2 separate regions of the Mus musculus genome follow, and region 1 is linked to region 2. A link is a contact called in public Hi-C data. All regions are on one chromosome and are shown on one strand. Each heading gives the region's core, a stretch centred on a gene start, on an enhancer-like site or on the middle of the called end of the contact. The rest is flanking DNA. Distances are from core to core; before and after follow the strand shown.

Evidence for each region. Hi-C and Micro-C count contacts between places; a contact is called where the count stands out from the background.
Region 1: a contact with region 2 is called in a Hi-C map of the CH12 cell line. The contact joins two enhancer-like sites. A contact is called at or near these places in 1 of 15 datasets of contacts at CTCF or cohesin (CD8 T cells), 43 of 484 Hi-C or Micro-C datasets (B cells, the C10 cell line, the C2C12 cell line and 32 more) and 9 of 115 datasets of contacts at active chromatin or transcription factors (PVALB interneurons, VIP interneurons, bone marrow-derived dendritic cells and 6 more).

Annotation. Positions count from the first base shown.
Region 1 is chr16:52,430,550-52,435,886 of GRCm38.p6, reverse strand. The region is part of intron 1 of Alcam (activated leukocyte cell adhesion molecule); the gene reads left to right. Among named protein-coding and RNA genes, the nearest start is that of Alcam, 20 kb to the left of the region's middle. Within about 2 kb of position 2,471, at least 18 of the 459 cell types and tissues checked have an H3K27ac peak or open chromatin away from gene starts, as enhancers often do. A contact at or near this core is called in the CH12 cell line, where this site is marked.
Region 2 is chr16:52,308,582-52,314,058 of GRCm38.p6, reverse strand. It overlaps Alcam (activated leukocyte cell adhesion molecule), which reads left to right. Exons shown (of 16, transcript NM_009655.3): 2 at 4,147-4,247. Among named protein-coding and RNA genes, the nearest start is that of Gm32597, 20 kb to the left of the region's middle. Within about 2 kb of position 2,773, at least 8 of the 459 cell types and tissues checked have an H3K27ac peak or open chromatin away from gene starts, as enhancers often do. A contact at or near this core is called in the CH12 cell line, where this site is marked.

The DNA.
Region 1 (5,337 bases), core at 1,222-3,721, 120 kb before region 2:
AGTATAGACAGCAATATTTTCTCCAGGACTAATGTATTTATTTTAAATTAAAAAAAAATCAGGACACATGTAGGTAGAATCCTGTAAATATTTTGATGACAAATCATACACATTTTTGTTACTTCTTTTTCCTTTCTTTCCTAAGACATGTGTTAACATTCTGACTTAAATTTAAAGACAGAATTGAAGTGATTCTTCATTTTCATAAGTATTTAAATATTTAGTCCTGTAAGATGGGGCTGCTTAGATGACTTTTTGATTGGTTAAGAGATTTGTAGATATTTAGCTGACAAGATATCATCAGAGAGAGAGAATAGCAGAACATAGATTCATCAATGTAAGAAGTTCCCCTGTGAGGTGATGTGCAAAGGCACTTGAGAAGAAAATGTAGGAAGTGGGGCTTTAAGCTTTGTATCTATGACTTCTGAGGCTAGTGCCACATTATGCCTAATGGAGTGGATTATTTGACACGTTTTTATCACTTTATTCCTGGAGAGATTTTCACTTAATTCATGCAATATTAATAATTAGACTTTGACCAAATTAACTGGTAGATAGCATGTGCTTACACAACCCAACGATGCTCCAATAAAGTGAGTTTTGACAATTCCCGATTTAAGTAAATTTGCTTAACATTGTTTAATCCTGTGCCTAACTTAAGATATTCTGAGAGCCAGTGTTTGAGAAACACCGTTTGCCGTGAACTATGTTACACAAGAAGATAGAGTGAACAGGTTTAGGGTTAGTTGGTTTCTAGTGTTTGAAGAATTGTATTTCTATATTATCAATTAAAAAAAGTAGAAAATCATATCAGCTAAAAATACAAGAAACCTAGCCTTCATTTCCATAAGAAGCATCTAAAGACTGTTGCATGACTTTTAGTTAAGATTGTCCAAGTCCTAATCATAAGCTCATTCAATCATTAATTTGGGGAAAATATTGCTATTATTGTTACTATCACTGTTATGATAATTGTCTGTTGAGTCAAATATGTTGCCCCACCTAAGTGAAGCCTAGGGTTTTCAAGAATGTACCTCACCACACAGCATACAGAGATATTGTATTGCTAAGCCATTTTTCTCAATCATACACCATTTCAAACCATAGCTATCTATATTATAAAATATTTGTCTTATTCTAACTTACTGTTTAAAGAGATGGAAGAGTGTTGTCTCATTTCTTTGTTGGAGATTCACTGGAGAAGTATTGCTGAGCTAAATACCATGACATCTAAAAATTCTTTTTTTTTAAATCATTTTATTTGTTTACATTTCAAATGATCCTCCTTCTCGGTTACCCCTCCACAACTCTGGAAGCTCTGGGTGGTCCTGTTAGTTGATATTGTTCTTTCTATGAGTCTGCAATCCCCTCAGCTCCTTCATTCCTTCCCCTAGCTCTTCCATTGGAGTCCCTAGGCTAAGTCCAATGGTTGGGTATGTGTATCTGCATCTGTACTGGTCAGGAGCTGGTAGAACCTCTCAGGGAATAGCCATAACAACAATGTTTTTTTGTTTGTTTGTTTTGTTTGTTTATTTTTAAATTCATATGGAATGTATGCATAACTCATCAGATGAAGAGAGACTTCATCTCTGGAACCTTTTAGAAACATAACTTACTAAACGGCTCTCGGATAATAGACAGTCTAAGGAGCCACTTCATTCTTTTTAGAATTTGCTTTAGCATTGAGAGATCCAAATTCCCCTGATTTCCAGACCTTCTTTTATGTCTGACATTTTGTTCACAGGTAAGGAAAATGCTAATCTGAAAGATATTAGACTTTAAAATATATGTCATCATGTTTATTAAGAAACAACCAAGAAACTGGATAAATATACATATATACCTGAAAGAAGGACAGTAAAATTAAGACAAGGTGTAAACTTGTACTTTTTAAAATTTAAAAAGTACAGCAAACACCTGCCTGGAGGTCATCAGCGATCCCAGCGTGCTTTAAGTGACATCACTAAGTCTTGAAACTGGGCTGATTCAAGTGAAAAGGTGCTTCCAAGTTATGAGCTGGGCTGCGTGTGTTCCAAAGCACTGTGGATCTGTTCAAATCACAAAACAAGTCTAACCGCACCTAAGCTAAACGAAATGCCTGTGTTTTTTACAGAACAGGTCAGTGTATTTTCTCAGCAGTACTGTGCCAGTGGCCAGCTGTTGTACTCTCAATGAACAGGCTAAGAGGTTGCCTGTAAAACATACACAGGTGGGAAAAGTCAGATTTATTTCTTAGATAATTGAAGAAACTTAAAAGTAGGGTACTGGGGGGCAGTTGGTTGCTTGTGTGCGTTCCACTGTTTCTCCATGGCTGCCCACGACGCGTGTCTCATTACCTGTGAGTTTATACCTCAGATATTAATTCATAAAATGGATGTGGGCGAGCTTAGGTCAGCTTAGGTGTCCTAAGACTTGAGTCTGCTGCAGAACACACAGTCCCAGCCTGTGAAAACATTGCCCACAGTTCTGGATAAATACCTACTCCCCACGCTTCTCTGAATTCCTCATTCCCCCTTCGGCAGACACATGGGCAGGTCTCTGCTTTGTCGTCACAGTTTACATTTACCGAGGTGTCAGAGAGTTCCTGAGATTCCTTCATGCCGTGCTGATTTATAAACCTGAACTGAAGAGAACGTTTTAGAGCTTGTCGGTATTCAGAGGGAGGAGAGGCCCTTGGTCTTGTGAAGATCATATGCCCCAGTACAGGGGAATGCCAGGGCCAGGAAGTGGGAGTGGGTGGGTTGGGGAGCAGGGCAGGGGGAGAGTACAGGGGGCTTTGGGGATAGCATTTGAAATGTAAATGAAGAAAGTATCTAATTAAAAAAAACACAAGCAAGCAAACAAACAGCACAAAGGAAACATTAAGCAAATTTCACAATGTACCCATAGACATAATGTTTCATACGTCACAGTTATAGGGTGTGCAAAAAGAACCACTCTTGTAGAGCTTCCTCGGCTATGCATGGATTCATTATCAAAGCAGCAGTGGTCTTTCCTTTCCCACCTTAATGTGAATTGTGGCCCTATGAAATCTGCATCAAGCCATTGTCTGTAATCTGGAGACCATTGTCTATAATCTGGAGAATCACCGCGTGCAGTCTGCAGTTTACAGTCGTTGTTTCGCCTGGACCCAACACAATGGCCTTGTCAGAAGTAGTGGTCATCTCATAACTGCTGAGGAAAATACAAATTTGATATGACTGACCATATTCCACGGATTTTGTTTTTGTTATTTCTCACTGTAATTATGATAATGAGAGTGGAAGAAACATACAAGCAAGGGACGCCATGGAAGCTAGAAGTGAGGTCTGGGGACCAAATTAGACCCCGGGGGCAGGAGCAGCATCAGCTTCCTTAGAACCTCCGCTCCCTTTATTTATCTGTCTTCACTCTTCCTGCGTGCGATCCCACCTGATCATACAGGAAAATGAGCTATTCACTTCTAAATTTAGCTTTTTTATTTTCCTTCTTACTTTAGAAAAGTAACCAATACATTTTGTCTGATTCCAAAGGCACAGGGGAAAGATTCTGATTGGCTCAACCTGAGTCAGGTGCTAGGAAAGACCAAACAATTGGAAAGGAAGCAGGGAGAGCTGGCAGGTTGCTATGCAAGTTTAAGAAAACCTGGAGAAGGGACAGCTGGGAAGACAAAATGGTTTAACAGAGTTATGAGGCAGCCACTGCCTGTAACTGCTGTGCTGGATAAAATGAGTGGGACATAGGGTCTGCTTCAAAATATTCAGGAGAACAACAGCCGAAGAAGAAGCCACTGAAGTACAATGCAAATAGAGAACTGGGTGTGGCAGTGTTTAGATTGAGAAGCTAAGAGATTTTTTACTTCTGGAATATTTGAGCGACATCAGTAACAACAAAAAACATGAGTGGGGTGAAAAAGAATGAAGAGGCAAGCTAAAGGGGAAGGGCTGCACTTGGAAATAAATAAAGACTGATTAAGTTTTAAAGTGAAGCAAAAACATGGTGGAAATCGTATCATAGGCTTAGTTGTCAGCAATAAAACCAAATGACACAGAGCACAGTTCAATAGCAGGCAAAGTCAAGTTGAATTCACTTGTGGCAGACGTGAGGAAGTTTTGGGTAATCACCATCAGCAGCAAGTAAGAGTGAAAATGAGATGGACCACAACTTCTCCAAGCACTGAGCTTGTGTATCTGTTTCTTTTCCTCCTTCATTCATAAGCATGGTATCATTCATTATTGACATGGCCTACTCCACAGAGAACATTCAAAGAGAAGAGATTGTACTAATGTCTTAATAGTTTTAGGGTTTCTTTAATAATAGGTGAAGTGGATATATATATATATATATGCATATATAATATACATATCATATAAAATTTTATATGCCTTGAGAGACTATTAAAGAGTTTGTATGGTTTCTGTTTGTGGAGTTTAATCTTACTTTTAATTTATGTCATCAAGTCCCCCATTGTAAATGAATTTTCTTATAATAATGTTTTTGTTAGGTTCTATCAAGTGGTGTGCTAGAGAGGAATCGTAATACTTTGCCCAACCCATTTTCTTCAGAAGATTATAATGCAAGCAAAACTAAAGTGTGTCTCCCAAAGTTGTCCTTTGTGAAATGAGGATAGCCAGCGCATCACCCCTCATGCATTCTAAAGGTTGCTCTTGCTTTTCTTCCAGCATTTAGCTGGAAATGTAAGTAGAGACTTCATAAAGGCACATCCTCGTTCTTTCATTCTCTTTTTTTGCTCATTCTTTATAAACATTGCTTTGGGAAAGTAAACCACAAATTTTGCAGGTTATATCTGTGACATATAAACTGAGCCTATCAAATACTAGAGCTTTTGGTGTAATAAAAATGCATACTATGTTATGTTTGTTGTGTTGAGTTAATAATGGGGAATATCAGCTGTAATATTAAATGACTAACTTTCAAAAGTTATGCCAATCATATAGCATAACAGGCCAATGAAAGAGCATCATAGGGCCCTGAGTTCATGCTTCGTGACTTCTACCTTGTCAAATAACTATCCTATCAATTTTCCAATAATGGCAAAGAGGCCAAAAACACCCATATACAAATTCAATACTATTTATCAAGTTAATTTCTCATAAATAATAATTTTGATAAATTAATTTTTACTCTACCTGTAAATAAAATTCATTCATATTAAAGATTCTAAGGTAGCTGAAAAAATATAAGTTAAATGAATAATCTATCAGTAGCTGAAAATACCTACAACAATGATTGGAATTATCTATTGAGATTGACATGAGGTCAATAGTTTACATATTTTTATTTTTAATTTTTTTTAGTAATTGTTAAGAGTCAGCCAATGTACTGGGGTAGGTGTTA
Region 2 (5,477 bases), core at 1,524-4,023:
TGAAATATCTGACAGACAGTTTGTATTTTTAATAGTGCCAAATAATCTGTAGAGCACAAAATTCAATAATTTAGTTAATGACTATTACAGGAAGGAAACTGCGGGAGAATTCTAGTAAGCCAAACTCAATTTTCAGATCTGGTAGTTTAAAGATAAAAGGCTTTTTCTTCTATGAAAGGTGCAAACAGAATCACTCAGGGTGATGGGTTTTTCCCTGTCTTGCTGCCCCTTCTGGACATCTCTAGGCGTTAGGACGCTAATTCATTATCAAATCACCACGGTCTCTATAGTTACTGTATCTCTAGGAGGTTAAACACCTTAGCTCTCCCGCCGAGGCACACCCTGCATCTTTCACACAGATGAAACAGGAAGTCATACGACCTTAGTAGAAGCAAGTTGATGGCTGTAGCCAACTAGAAAATTGATCCCAACATAAGCATTATTATGGCTCATCACATGATCCAATGTACTTATCCTTTTCTGAGTCTGTGGAACAGAGATTCTGTCTCTGACTGTTTGTCTTTCTCTGTTGTCCCTGATTCTGTCATGTGTCTTATTTCCTTTGAATTTCTTCTTTCATTAGAGTCCTGCCCTAGCTGAATTCAATTTGGCATTGTCACTATAAGATGTGACCCCTGAGTTGTCAAAACAGTTGAAGTGTCAACACTTTGCTTTGTGGTCTCACGAGATGCATCATCTGTAAATCAGAGAGCAGAAATAGTTCTTAAACTTGCGGGAGATGGAAGAGAGGCTTCCATGAACTACCATGAAATGTATTTGTTTTCATGTTTTGGTTTTTTTTTCTCCTCAAGACAATAGATAACAACAACAACAACAACAACAACAAAAAATCCATGTTCTCAGCCCATGCAAAATATAATGCTTTTAGAATATGGTGAAGCAATAAGAATACCTCAAAGTTCCATTGCTATAAGTTATTTCTAATTTCCAAATATATTAGATAAGTAAAATGAAAAGGATGTCACCACATTCAAATGATAAACCATTTTACTAAATTTCTTTTTTTTTCCATTTTTTATTAGGTATTTAGCTCATTTACATTTCCAATGCTATTTACTAAATTTCTTAAGTATCAGAATATGGAGTTTAAAAATGCTTGTTGTTTTCTCTGCCACTATTGTGCTCTGATCATGGTAATAATACAAGATATACTTCAGATTCATGCAACTTTAAAATCTGACATAAAATCTGGCATATGTATAGAACATTAATCTTCCATGAGGGTAGAAGAGAAGAATAGTATCTGGGAAGATCAGTGATCAACATTTTGGGAAAGGCCTTTGCTTGCTTACCTTATGAAGGATGGACATCAAGGGATCCTGAGCTCTCTGCAAACTGCATTGCTTGGTCTACCTTGGAATCAGCACCAATTGTCAAAAGAAGGTGTTCTATAAAAACGTGAGCCAATTATCAGGGTGCAACCTGTCACAGATGAAGGTGAAATGCCAATCCACCATCACATGCAAGTGCTTTACTGTAAAAGGTGAGATCACACGTCACCTGTGGCTTTGTTGATCTTCATTATCAATGCTTAGCCACAAATTAAAATACATGCTAAAATTACCACATGCAGGAACCTGATAGAGAAAACCAGAGCTGTGTCCTATTAGAACAGCCTATTCAAGGTTAATATGCCTGTTAGGGATCACACATATAAAAGTCCAGTATTTGGGAGTCAAAGGTGTTGGAAGACACCAAGAGACCAAGGCTCACTGAATCAACTAAGCAGGGGTCACATGGGCCCATGGAGATGAAGCAGCAGGTACGGGGCCTGTGTGAGTTTGCACCAGGTCCTCTGCATGCGTGTTATGGGTGTTTGCTTGGTGGTTTTTTGTGGGACCTCTAACAGTGGAAGCCGGCATACGTCTTTTGCATGCTGTTTGGACTCTTCTGCTCCTATTGACCTGCCTTGTTCAGCCTTGAGATGAGGGCGCTCATCTTGTCTTATTGTATCTTATTTTGTCCAGTTTGGCTGTCGTTTTGGAGGTTTGTTCTTTTCTGAAAAAGAAAAGGAAGGAGAGTGGATCTGGGGGAGGTTGGGGAGGTAGGAGGAATGGAGGGATGGGTAACTGTAATTGGGATGTATTGTATGAAAGAAAAATCTATTTTCAATTTTTTTAAAAAATTATAAAATAGCAAAGAAAGTCCAGTATTAGAGTTGGTGTGCTCATTTGCCTGTATGCCTGAAGCCCTGGGTTTAATCCTCAGCATTGCAAAATATATGAAATAAAAACTAGAGTAAAATACTATTTATTCTTTTATGATCCTCTGATATCCGATGGTTTAATGTCAAAGGGAGTAATAATCTGAGCATGAGGAAAACAAAATTATGGGAAAGTTTTAAGGTTATTTTAACAGATCCTGGGTATACGGTGAACAATTGTATGTATTTTTTCATTTTCAAATACAAAATGGAAATACAGTCTCGTTGCTTCTGCATACTATCCTGTATCTTTACAGTGGTAAAAAGTTCTTGAACAGTTTGTGCTACCCAGTGGCTCCTTCTATTCTTGTTCACAGAGACGTATTTAGAGAGGAAGTAGCCTCTTGAGCATTTGAATTTTAGAATAGGAATTGTGTCACCTCCCTTCCTTAATAACATTAGTGATTTCTATCCCGGTGTAAAGCTCTTATGTATACCGTACAGTGAATGGGTAACCGGGAAAGGTACCGTCTATTCACCCACGGGTGCTCCAGTTCAGAAAGTCCCAAGATGGTTTTATTTATTGTGTGTTGCGGGCTGCCTTAGCTTTGCCCTTGAGCACCACCTGCTGGACGAAATAACCTCTGCTTATGCTTTCCCCCTGCAGATTAGAATAGCCCCTTCATGCTCTCTACCACCTAGGGTATTCCTTACTGGATATCCACCCACGAGCTTCGTAAACCTTAAAGAGCTCTGTAAACCTGAGAAGTTGAGGTGTCTGAGATGTTTCCTTGCTACTATTGGCAATGCAAGTATCAAAGTAGATTTTTTTTTCTTTTTAGTGAGCACATATGAGTTTTGCGTATTTAGAGAGTAGGATGTGATGTGTGTCTACAGGTATACATGCTATGATCTGATGGAATCAGGATAAAGGGCAGTTCTGTTGCTTCATATGGATTCATATTTGTAAGCGGCTCTCATCCAGTTCCTTGTAAAGCATATGGCACACCGCTGGGCTCCTCAGGACTGGATGTTACCCCTCTTATCGGTTGCTTGTTTGTTTTGATCTGTTTATTTTAATCATCCTTCTACCCATCCCTCTTCCTCTTTCTAGGTTATGTAATTACTAATGCATTTTCACACTGACCTTGAAGGAAGACCGTAAAGAGTTTGTTTTTTTCTGTCCGTAAAGTCTTAAAGTTTTTCAAAACTCCAGGATTATAAATAGATACAAAAAATATTTTACGTTCCTAGTCAAAATTATTCTTTTCACATTGTAATTTTTTATTACTTAGCTCATTAAAGGATGAAATGACCCGTTTCTTTTTTTGTGTACCAGACTAACAAACAACATTTTAAATTAGATTGATGCCCTAATGCAGCAGCTAACCACTTTGTGAATAATTCCTTGTGAGAACAGAATTTTTGTACTATAATTTTAGCATATTAATGTTTTATGAAAAGTTAAAATTTAGTAGGAATTTTGTCTATAAAATCAGCTACTTGAGCCAGGCGTGGTGGCACACGCCTTTAATCCCAGCACTCAGGAGGCAGAGGCAGGCAGATTTCTGAGTTCAAGGCCAGCCTGGTCTACAAAGTGAGTTCCAGGGCAGCCAGGGCTACACAGAGAAACCCTGTCTCAAAAAAACAGAAGAAAAAAGAAAAAAAATCAGCTACTTGAATACTAGCATTTCTCCATCTAGATAAAGTTGAAATTTGTTCTAACTTGAGCTATTTTTTTTTAAATCTTGTCACTTAATATTAATTTTCTAAGAGGTAAATTTGATAATCCGTTCCATGAAAATGTATTTCAAGCTATTTTGAGATCTTTGAACATGTTATTTCTGGCACAGCTTCATGTTTCTGTGAAATATATTCCTAGTAAGTACAGTGAAGAACATAATCAGCTTGTAAATTCTCCTGTATTCCTCTGCTATCGCTTCAGGACAATATTCAACATCTCTTTCCCCTTTTGCCCAAAGGCCTTGGATGGTACACTGTCAACTCAGCATATGGAGACACCATTGTCATGCCTTGCCGTCTCGATGTACCTCAGAACCTCATGTTTGGCAAATGGAAATATGTAAGTGTGAGCCTTCTGGGGCTTGGTGAATTGCCTCCAGCTTTTAAAATTCTCTCTCTCTCTTCTCTCTCTCTCTCTCTCTCTCTCTCTCTCTCTCTCTCTCTCTCTCTCTGAGAGTATGTAACACTGACATAATAGTAATATATTTATCTGTGCATACTTATATAGAAAAATGTAATATGTTGAATATGTCAATAAAATTCATGCTTATATAACTAATGCTATTTTAAATGCATCTAATAATTCAACAGTTATAGAAGGATCTGCTTTGTCTGAACCATCTGTCCGTAAGTGTTAGAGGCACAGGGAAAGGCAAAGTTCTGGAATCCTATCAAGAGAGTGTAGAGCACAGTTCTACAGAGATCATTTTCTCTTCACTAGTTTCTGAGTGATGCAGTTACTGCAAAGGCTAGATAGATCTAGCTATCTAGAGAGGCTGGGGAACTTGGATTTCCATGGGAGTTGTCAATCAGCCTTGTCTCTGTTGGGGGTCTTCTCTATGTTGATATTACAGAACAATTGTACATTTAACTGCTGATTTTAGCCATTGCTTACACTTAAGTCGATGGTAGTATGTCAGGTAAAACAATGCAAATAGTTCTGGAAATGGAGAGTAGAGATCCCAGCAAGTGGATGTAGGAGTTGACTTATCAAAGATTAACGCCTCTGTTGAACACTGATCAACAAAAGGTGTCTTTGTGGTACAGTTTCCCAAGGCAAGGCCACAAAAGACTTGCACCAGTGAGCAAGGTTCAAGTACATAGATACTTCCTGGAATACAATAGCATATTTCCCTAGTCCCTGAATACTTGCAGACATTTGCATAAGGAGAACATTGTTGGTTGCCAGATGATTTATTAACTGTTTATTTACGACAACATTTCTCAAAGTAGTAGTTATGTTTAAATGCATTGTGAATTGTGTGAGACCTTAGTTATATTAACTTGTTAGGTTTATTTAACCACAAACTTTTTATGTAAAATATCTCCTATAAAAAATACGTTATACTAAATACACTTTAGCAAAAGTGCCTAAGCTTGCACTCAAGGGATAAACAGGCATGGCTATTTCTAATGTCAGCTCTGAAATTAGACCAATGGAGTCTCAAGTCTTCCATCGACAGGTGAAATAAGCCTATTTTCTTACTATGAAAATGAGATATCTCCCTCACAGTGTTGTTGTGAGGGTTAAGTGATTAATTCATAGCAATATACTTAGCAGTAGCAGTAC